Regions from separate parts of the Oryctolagus cuniculus genome. Here region 1 is linked to region 2. Evidence: chromatin contacts called from public Hi-C data. All regions are on one chromosome and are shown on one strand. Each heading gives the region's core, a stretch centred on a gene start, on an enhancer-like site or on the middle of the called end of the contact. The rest is flanking DNA. Distances are from core to core; before and after follow the strand shown. Region 1 overlaps ARHGAP31 (Rho GTPase activating protein 31). Region 2 overlaps B4GALT4 (beta-1,4-galactosyltransferase 4).

The links. Hi-C and Micro-C count contacts between places; a contact is called where the count stands out from the background.
Region 1: a Hi-C map of an unstated tissue shows a contact between it and region 2, with 4 times the contacts expected there. The contact joins two enhancer-like sites. A contact is called at or near these places in 3 of 6 Hi-C or Micro-C datasets (ear pinna, embryonic fibroblasts and an unstated tissue).

Annotation. Positions count from the first base shown.
Region 1 is chr4:75,902,318-75,906,725 of mOryCun1.1, reverse strand. ARHGAP31 (Rho GTPase activating protein 31) reads right to left here. Exons shown (of 12, transcript XM_051819005.2): 8 at 2,485-2,609. Among named protein-coding and RNA genes, the nearest start is that of TMEM39A, 63 kb to the left of the region's middle. Within about 2 kb of position 1,950, at least 1 of the 8 cell types and tissues checked has an H3K27ac peak or open chromatin away from gene starts, as enhancers often do.
Region 2 is chr4:75,792,477-75,796,855 of mOryCun1.1, reverse strand. The region is part of intron 1 of B4GALT4 (beta-1,4-galactosyltransferase 4); the gene reads left to right. Among named protein-coding and RNA genes, the nearest start is that of ARHGAP31, 7.6 kb to the left of the region's middle. Within about 2 kb of position 2,370, at least 4 of the 8 cell types and tissues checked have an H3K27ac peak or open chromatin away from gene starts, as enhancers often do.

The DNA.
Region 1 (4,408 bases), core at 701-3,200, 110 kb before region 2:
GAACTTTTCCTATTTGATATTATAAAGAAAAATATTAATTGATTCGAATGGCAGTATCCCAAGTTTCTGCATCTTCATTCATTCAGTACTCCATTTTTTTCTGATCCTGTGTATTTTTAAATCTCTGTTCAATTTTGTAAATATGGTTAAATACACTTCATCTGCCCCCCTCCCCCAAGGAAAAACCCCAAAAGTGTTCGTGGTGAATTAATTTTTTAAAATGCTCTTAATTATGGAATTTTAAAACATTATTTACATATGTTAACCCCTGGTTTTCCCCTTTCTTTTCTTTTCTTTTTACATTTATTTATTTGTTTGAAAGTCAGAGTTACAGAGAGAGGGAGAGACACAGAGAAATCATCTATCAGTTGGTTCACTCCCCAGGTGGCCAAAATGGCCAGGGCTGTGCAAGGCTTAAGCTAGGAGCCAGGAGCTTCATCCAGGTCTCCCACATGAGTGGCAGGGGCCCAGGGACTTGGATCATCTGCTACTGCTTTCCCAGGTCATTAGCAGGGAGCTGGACCAGAAGTGGAGCATCCAGGACTTGAACTAGTGCCCATATGGGATGTCAGCATTGCAGGTGGTGGTTTAACCCACTAGGCCACAATGCTGGCCCCTGATTTCCCTCTTTCGCATGCACATTTCAACACATAGTGAACTTATGGAGGCCACACTGGTGGATTCTGTTGCAAGACTACCTTTAAGTACAGATTCCAGTACAGTTACGACCATAAGGCCCTCTGGGCCTCAGCTTCTAGGACTCTGGTGCAAAGCAGTCAGGCAATAGTCAGATCCAGAGAGCCCTTGGAACAGACATGGATGGCTGTTTAATTTCACCCCCACATCCCATCAAAGTTAGCTAGTTTGGTGCTCTGTCTCTGATTAGCTTGTTCATAAGATGTTAAACTAGTGGCTTTCAGCCATGGATGCATAACAGGATCACCTGGAGGATTTTTGAAAATTTTTCCAATACTCTGATCTCATCACAGACTTTCGGAGGCAAAATCGCAGAGTGTGAACCACTTTGTAGGCAACCACGCTAAGAAGCCCTGGCAGGGACACCTTGTCTCTTCTGTGAATCTACCACCATTTAGTTCATTCAGCACCTTGGGTGTGTTCCTTTCGAAATTCACATTGGGGGGCCGGTGCTGTGGCCAGCGGGTTAATGCCCTGGCCTGAAGTGCCAGCATCCCATATGGGCGTTGGTTCTAGTCTCGGCTGCTTTTCTACTGATCCAGCTCTCTGCTATGGCCTGGGAAAGCAGTAGAGGATGGCCCAGGTGCTTGGGCCCCTGAACCCACGTGGGAGACCCAAAGGAAGCTTCTGGCTCCTGGCTTCGGATCGGCTCAGATCCAGCCATTCATTGTGGCCATCTTGGGGGTGAACCAGCAGATGGAAGACCTCTCTCTCTGTCTCTACCTCCCTCTGTAACTCTGTCTTTCAAATAAATAAAATAAATCTTTAAAAATACAACTAAATACAAATTTTTTAAAAGATACATTTATTTTGATGCAAAAAATTTAAAATCATACATAGTTTTAAAATAATACATATTTCCTCAAACTTTTTGAAGAGCCCTCATATGCATGGATTTCAAAAAATTTTCACACCCAGATAAACATCTTTCAATTCCATTTTTCCATGAACTTTCTGAAGAATGATGGTATCCTTTGTTTTTTCGTGTATATACCTAAGGTAAAGTTTAATTAATAAATTAGGCACAGTGAGGCACTATTAGAAATAATGTAAAAATGGAATAAGTATATTGTAATAAAAGTTATGTGAATGTGGTGTCTTTCTGAAAATGTTTTTGTATGAAACTCATTCTTCCTGTGATGATGTGCAATGAAATGATGCCTCTGTAATGAGATGAAATGAAGCAAATGATGTAGGCGTTGTGATGTAGCATTAGGCTACCACGTAAGGGTTACTTGAAACAGGCACTGTGATATCTCAACAGTTGATCTGATAACTGAGACATCTCCCAGTGACTAATGGGCAGGTAGCACACACAGCGTGCACATGCTAGACAAAGGGATGATTCACGTCTAGGGTGGGACAGAGCAGCATAGCGTGAGATTTCATCACACTACTCAGAGTGGTGTGCAGTTTAAAACTGATGATTTGCTTATTCCTATAATTTTTCACTTAGTATTTTGGAGCTAGGATAACTAAGGGTAACTGAATCCACAGAAAACAAAATCACAGATAAGGGGGAACTACCATATTCATTTTTGGCCTCGATAGCTATATTATGGTTATGTAAGATGTTAGCACGAGGGGAAGCTGCATGAAGGGTGCACAGATTTCCCGTGTACTCTTTCTGTAACTTTTTTGGAAGCCAAAATTGTCTTTTTAAAAAAGAACCCCTAGTTAATTAATATGTTTGTCTCTAGTAGGTTTAGTGTGATGAAATCATCTTAGAAGAAGATGAGCTAGCACACAGTCCATGTGTCACAAAACCCCACCGCCGTTGAATCTTACCTGAGAGCCGCTGCCCTCTCACAAACACGCTCCCATTTCTACTCAGCTTTGATTTGGAGTCTGATCCAGAACGTCCCAGGTTAAAAATCGATTTCCACTTCTTTGATTTACTGGAAAGCTTTCTCCTAATAGAGCCAAGGCATAAGGGATTAGTTTGTTAACTAGTTATGTCAAGGGTACTTTTAAATCAAGAAAAAAAAAGTATTTCAATAATGTTTGCAGTTACAGATGGCTCTAATATCTCAGAAAAAAATCCTCTCTAAAATCCAACATGATCCTCATTCTCACCTTGTCTGAGGATACATTAGCAAGAACTAAGACCATATTCCTGAGGGCAAGAGGCAGAGGCGTGTACCAAAGGTAGGGATGATGGCTAACAGAGGCAGAGATCACGGCGAGCCTCAGCCTCCAGCAACACAGTTCTGGGAACTCTTGTAAGCATTCTAGTCCTGAGTTTTCAAAGGTACCAGTCTCTCAGGGGCCAGTGTTGTGGCATAGTGGGTAAAACCGCCTGCAATGCCTCCACCTTATATGGACGCTGGTTAGGGTCCCAGCTGTTCTACTTTTGATCCAGTTCCCTGCCAATGGCCTGGGAAAGCAGCAAAAGATGGCCCAGGTGCTTGGGGCCCTGTACCATGTGGGAGAGCTGGAAGAAGCTCCTGGCTTTTGGCTTAGGCCTGGCCCAGCCCTGGCCATAGTTTTCATCTGGGAGATGAACCAGCAGATGGAAGACTCTCTCTCTCTCTCTCTCTCTCTGTACTCTGACTTTGAAATAAAATCAAATCTTTAAAAAAAAAAAAAAAAAAAGAAGATCCTAGGCTTTCAGAGGAGTAAGCCCAAAAGATGGTAGACTTCAGTCTGGATAGGCTCCCTGCACTGTGGGACAGCCACAGGAGAAGGCTTCGGACTTCCATGAACTGAAAAGGGTTGGTTGAGAAAGCAGACCTGGAACAGAGTCTGGCCCGCTGCTATTGGGAGAGATGCAGCCTGCTGCGTGTGGTCAGTGGTTACTTCAGGGAAAGGCAGAGGGCAGGACCTCGCTGGCTTTGCCTCACTACCAGGCAGCTTCCGTGGGTGGAGACAGGGACAGCACTAGACTGGGTCGGGAGAGCCTGATACCACCAGGGGTCACCACAGAGGCCTTGCCCTGCTGTGGCTCAGCCCAGCCAGCGGACTTCATGGAGTTCCAGGGTGAAACCCTGCAACCTGGGGGTCCCACAGAGAACCTTTCTCTGCAGGCTTCTCAAAGAACATCCAGTTTCAAGCCCATCACGTGTTTATGATCAATCTGAGACAGCTCTGCAGTGTCCAGCAGTTTCTTTGGGACTTGGCTTGTTCTTTCTGAAGTACTTAGTCTTAGGGTGCACATCATAGGGTGGCATAACTTGGGGTATGGTGGACTCCAAGGGTAGTTAAGAGCACAGAAAAAATGCACTGGATGGTCACTTCAAGGTATCTTCTTCCTGATCCCTGAAGGCAAATCTCACCCCGCAGAGATTTGGGAAGAGGAGCAGTGAGGTCAGTCTCAAGAGGACATGACACACAGTCCAGGAAAGAGAGATTTCAAACCAGGTGAGTTTCAGCCGTGCCATTCCAGTTGTGCAGGGTTCTGCCCTCTCCCTCCATGGAAGATGCTGATAAAGGTGCTGCTTTCAGGTTTCTTTTCACTGACCAGTGAAGATCACACCCTCAGATGAAAAGCCTGCTTTCAGCCCTTTTACCTACTGTATGTCTAAAATTTAGGACTACTGCTTCAGTCACTGCCTCCTACAGTGGGATGTGAGAGAAGGGGTGAGATCAGGGTTGCAATGGAAGAACTGAGAGGGAGAAATAAGGAAAGACAGTCTCGCACCAATGAAAAGGAGGTCTGATTGGTTTTGGAGGGTAAGGGGATTCTGACAGGTCTCAGGGGGGCAAGGAAGCC
Region 2 (4,379 bases), core at 1,121-3,620:
AAGGTGCTTGCTTGGTGTATAGTGCTAAGTTCAATTGTTAGGTGAAGATCTTCTATGAAAACCAATTTGTGTCCCTTCTTGGCCCAGCCACCAGTGCCCTGAGACTCTGAAGTCAGCAAAACATAAGGATGACCAGAGTGAAAGTGTTTCTAGAAAATGTTGTATCCCGTGCTCCCTATTGTATTTCTCAGATTTAGGTTATGCTGCAAATCATTGCTTCTAAATGTTCAAATGAGGTTCAGTAAGCCTCTTAGTTGGGTGAGATGGAGGTGGGTAGGAGGTTCATATTACTAAACCCTAATCACATAGAACTGAGCGGAAGAGAGGTCAGTTTGATGGATGAGAGGGAACAAGAACCAGAATCAGTTTCTCATCCTGACCTGCCGACCTCACATTACTCCACCATCTCTGCAGCTATTAAAGAAAGTTTGGATTCTAAAAGGGCTTCCAAGACCAAATAGGTGCAATGATAAAAATGAAGAAATAGGAAAACTTTAAATGGTTCCACTCCCAGACTGAACATTGAAGAACAGACCTAATCATCATTATGCATGATCTCTGTCTCTCTTTCTGAAGCACTGCATATTTAAGTTCCTTTTTATTTCCAGAAAACTGCATTAGTCAGGGCAAAACAGTCATTGGGAGGCACTGCCTTACATCTTCACTTTCCTAGTTGAGAACTAATTTAATTAGTTTAACATCAAGTAGGCATTTGAGGGTAGAAGAGGGGGTGGAATAGCCAGAAAGAAAAAAGGTTCAAGGGCTGGTGTTGTGATACAGCCAGTTAACCACCTCCTGTGATGACTGCATCCGATATCTGAGCACAAGTTCTAGTCCTGGCTGCTCTGTTTCAGATTCAGCTCCCTGCTAATGTGCCTGGGAAGACAGTGAAACATGGCCGGAGTACTCAGGTCCCTGCCACACATATGGGAGACCCTGATAGAGTTCCTGGCTCCTGGCTTTGGTCTGGCTCTGCCTGGGCTGTTTCAGTCACTGGGGAGTGAACCAGCAGATAGAAGACCTCTCTCTTTTTCTGTCTCTGTCTCCCTCTGCCTTTCAAATAAAGTAAATAAATCTTTAAAATAAAAAAGGTTTGACTACAAATGAAGTCTTGTTTATTACACTTGATCTTAGCCTAAAGGCCAAGAAGCAATGAAGTCCTGTTTTTTATAATAAATGTGCATGGATTGTTGTCCCTACCAGCTTATTCAGAACCCTAGAGTTTTGTTCAAAACGCTTGGTGTAGGAGAGAGTAGAATCTAAGCTAACTCCAGATTTATAAGATTGGAGCCTGATAAAAACTAAAAAGGTACTTTTTTTTTTTTTGAGAAAATAAAAAGACTTCTCTGAAACCAGGAGTCATTTCAGAATGTTCAGCAGGAAATTACTTTTGATAGTCTAAAATGCAAGACTGGGTAGAAGCTGAGAGGTCAGAGCCAGAGATTAGAAGAGACATCTGCATACAGCATTTGAAATTATTTGAAAAATAAGTTTTTCCTCACCAATATTTTAGTTATATTATAAGTCCTTTGTATTGAATATAGTTAAAAAAATAAGAGGTTTGAAGATCTTTTGTGTTCTAACAAGTGTTTAAACTGTGGTGACATTTGACCCATAGGCACAGCCGTAGCATTAAACGAGGCTTCAGTATTTCAGAAACGGTGAACAAACCAGGCAGCACAAGACCTCCTTGTCCCAGTCCACCATGGGCACTGGACGCTGCCCAACAGCAGCAGGGCACTTCCTTCCTAGAGTCACATGTAAAGAAGAGTCTTCACACGGCCAGAGGGAAAGCCAAGTGCTGTGGTTTGAATTAATATTTTATTGACATCCGAATCTGTACAAGATCTGCCCATAGGCTCAGGGTCTGAATTTAGCTCCGTGCCCGAGGGGAAGATGCCAGGGCTATTCCTATAAACAGCAGCTCTCAGCAGCCCCAGAATCTACATATACCAGGTCGGGTGTATGTAGATTCTAGCAGTAGGTTGGGTCCCTCCCAACAACTGGAATGGGGAAGAGTTCGCTTGCTCCTTGTGTTGTTTGTCTCTGGAGCTCCAAACTGGACAGTCTTGGCATAGAATAGCTCACTCCTCAGATGAGTCCTCAGGACTGGCCTGTTCTGTTTTGTTGCCTCCTTTTGCCTCTGCTTCCCCTTCTACTTTGTGCCTCACCCCTTTGGGCATGTTGCCCTCTTTCTGGCTTGGAGAAAGATAAGGGTAGGAGGAGCAGAACCAGCATTCTGAGTTCTGTCTGTCTCCCCCCAGGGTCTCTGAACACTGGAGCAAGCGATTTTCTTAGGTGGGTGGGGATCTGTCCCTGCCCGGTTCATTGTGTTCCATTGTTTCCTGTCCACTGCCTGTAACCCTTTACCAATCTGCCAGGCGCCTTTTAACACAAAGGGGAGGAGATGGGGGAAGGGAGTGCTAAGGAAAAACATCCCTATAAATAGCCCTCTTGAACAAAATTGTTTTCCCAATACACAGTTGTTGTTAGGCCTTGAGGCCCTGTGATCTCTCTGGGCACTCTCCTCCCCTTCCATCTCAGCCTTCCCCCACATGCCTGGTTACCCTGATTCGTCCTCTCTGAGAGCCAGAGAGATTGTAGTGGCAGGTGGCTCCTACCAGCTTTCGGCAAGACATGTGTCCTGTGCTTGGCTCTGCTTCTTGACCTTGGTTGGACAAATTATTTAAACTCTGTTAACCTGAATAACACCACAAGCAGCAATCAGAGGAGGGGGAGATTGTCTGAAGAATAATATTTATTTGAGAATAGCGCATTGCAATGGGAATACACAGGTGGCATACTCAAAGAGATGGAAGCAAGGGGGAAAAAGTAAAGGCAAAAAATAAGGAGAATTACACGAGATATTTTGAAACAACACCCCTTGGCCACAATAATTAATAACCAGGGTGACGCAGTCTAAAGTTGAACAGACAGTTGCTGGGCAGATGTCCTGGTGGAAGTACTTTGTGTGGTGGCTTCTGTGTAATGTGCTCCTGGCAGATTTGTTCTTTATAGCTTCTATCAGACAGTTATGCATAAGAGCCCTTTCCTCATAACCTCCTGGGTTTATTTATGGGGGGGTTGACACAGGTGACTTCATTTTCTGTTGATTTTTTATTTATTTGAAAGGTAGAGTGACAGAGAGAAACGAGAGAGAGAGAGAGAGAGGGAGAGAGAGAGAGAGAGACTTCTATTGCTGCATTGCTAGGCATCTCTAGTTCACTCCCCCAAATACCTACAACAGCCAGGAGCCAGGGACTCCATTCGGGTCTCCCAGGACTCCTGGTGGCAGGGACCCAAGTGCTTGAACCAGCATCTGCCGCTACCCAGGTGGTGCATTAGCAGGAAGTTGAACAGGCAGCAGAGATAGGACTTGAGTTTGGACTCCGTTTTGATACTGACAACTTTCACACCTCTATCTCTGAACCTCAGTTCCCCTTGCTATCAAATTAGAGTGATTATAACTACTTTGTAGGGTTGTTGAGAGGAGTATGTAAAATAATGGAAATGCCTACTACTAGGTGATCATTACAAAAATGAGAGTGATTTATATTGCCTCCTTCCCAAGTGATTCTTCTGTTCCCTCCAACTTTATCCAATTTCTTGGTGTATTTTTTCCAGTTTTCTCTTCTTGATCTCTTGTCCCATATAAAACACATTCAGTTTATACCTTGCCCACTTCCAACATGGTTTGAAATGATTTGCTTTACATTTAAGGGTTTAGAAGCTGGAATATTTTTCAGAAAGGGTAAAGTTACTTCTTCTTCTTCTTCTTCTTCTTTTTTAAAAAGATTTACTTGATTTATTTGAAAGACAGTGTTACAGAGAGAGAGGTAGAGCCAGAGAGAGAGAGTTCTTCCATCTGCTTGTTCACTCCCCAGATGACTGCAATGGCCAGAGCTGAGCTGATCCGAAGCCAGGAGCCAGAAACTTCTTCCAGGTCTCCCACGCGGGTGCAGGGTGTCCAAGGACTTTGGATCATCTTCTGCTGCTTTCCCAGGACATAGCAGAAAGCTGGATCAGAAGTGCAGCAGCTAGGACTTGTTCAGGTGCCCACATAGGATGCCAGCGCTTCAGGCTGGGACTTTAACCCGCTGTGCCACAGTGCTGGCCCCTAAGGTTACTTCTTGTTAGACAGTTTTCCAGCACAGAAAGTACAATGCCTCTTGTGACTATTTGGGAAGTACTTTTGATCGTGGATCTCACTTTTTTTTTAAACGTTTTTAGCATCTCAGAACTTGCTTTCATTCCTATCTTGGGATCATGGCACACAGACATTTGTTTGGGGATGGAGTTATAACAGGCACATTACCCCCAGTATATGAAAGTACTTCAAATACTTCATGGAAAAAATGGGATGAAAAGAGAAGTTTATT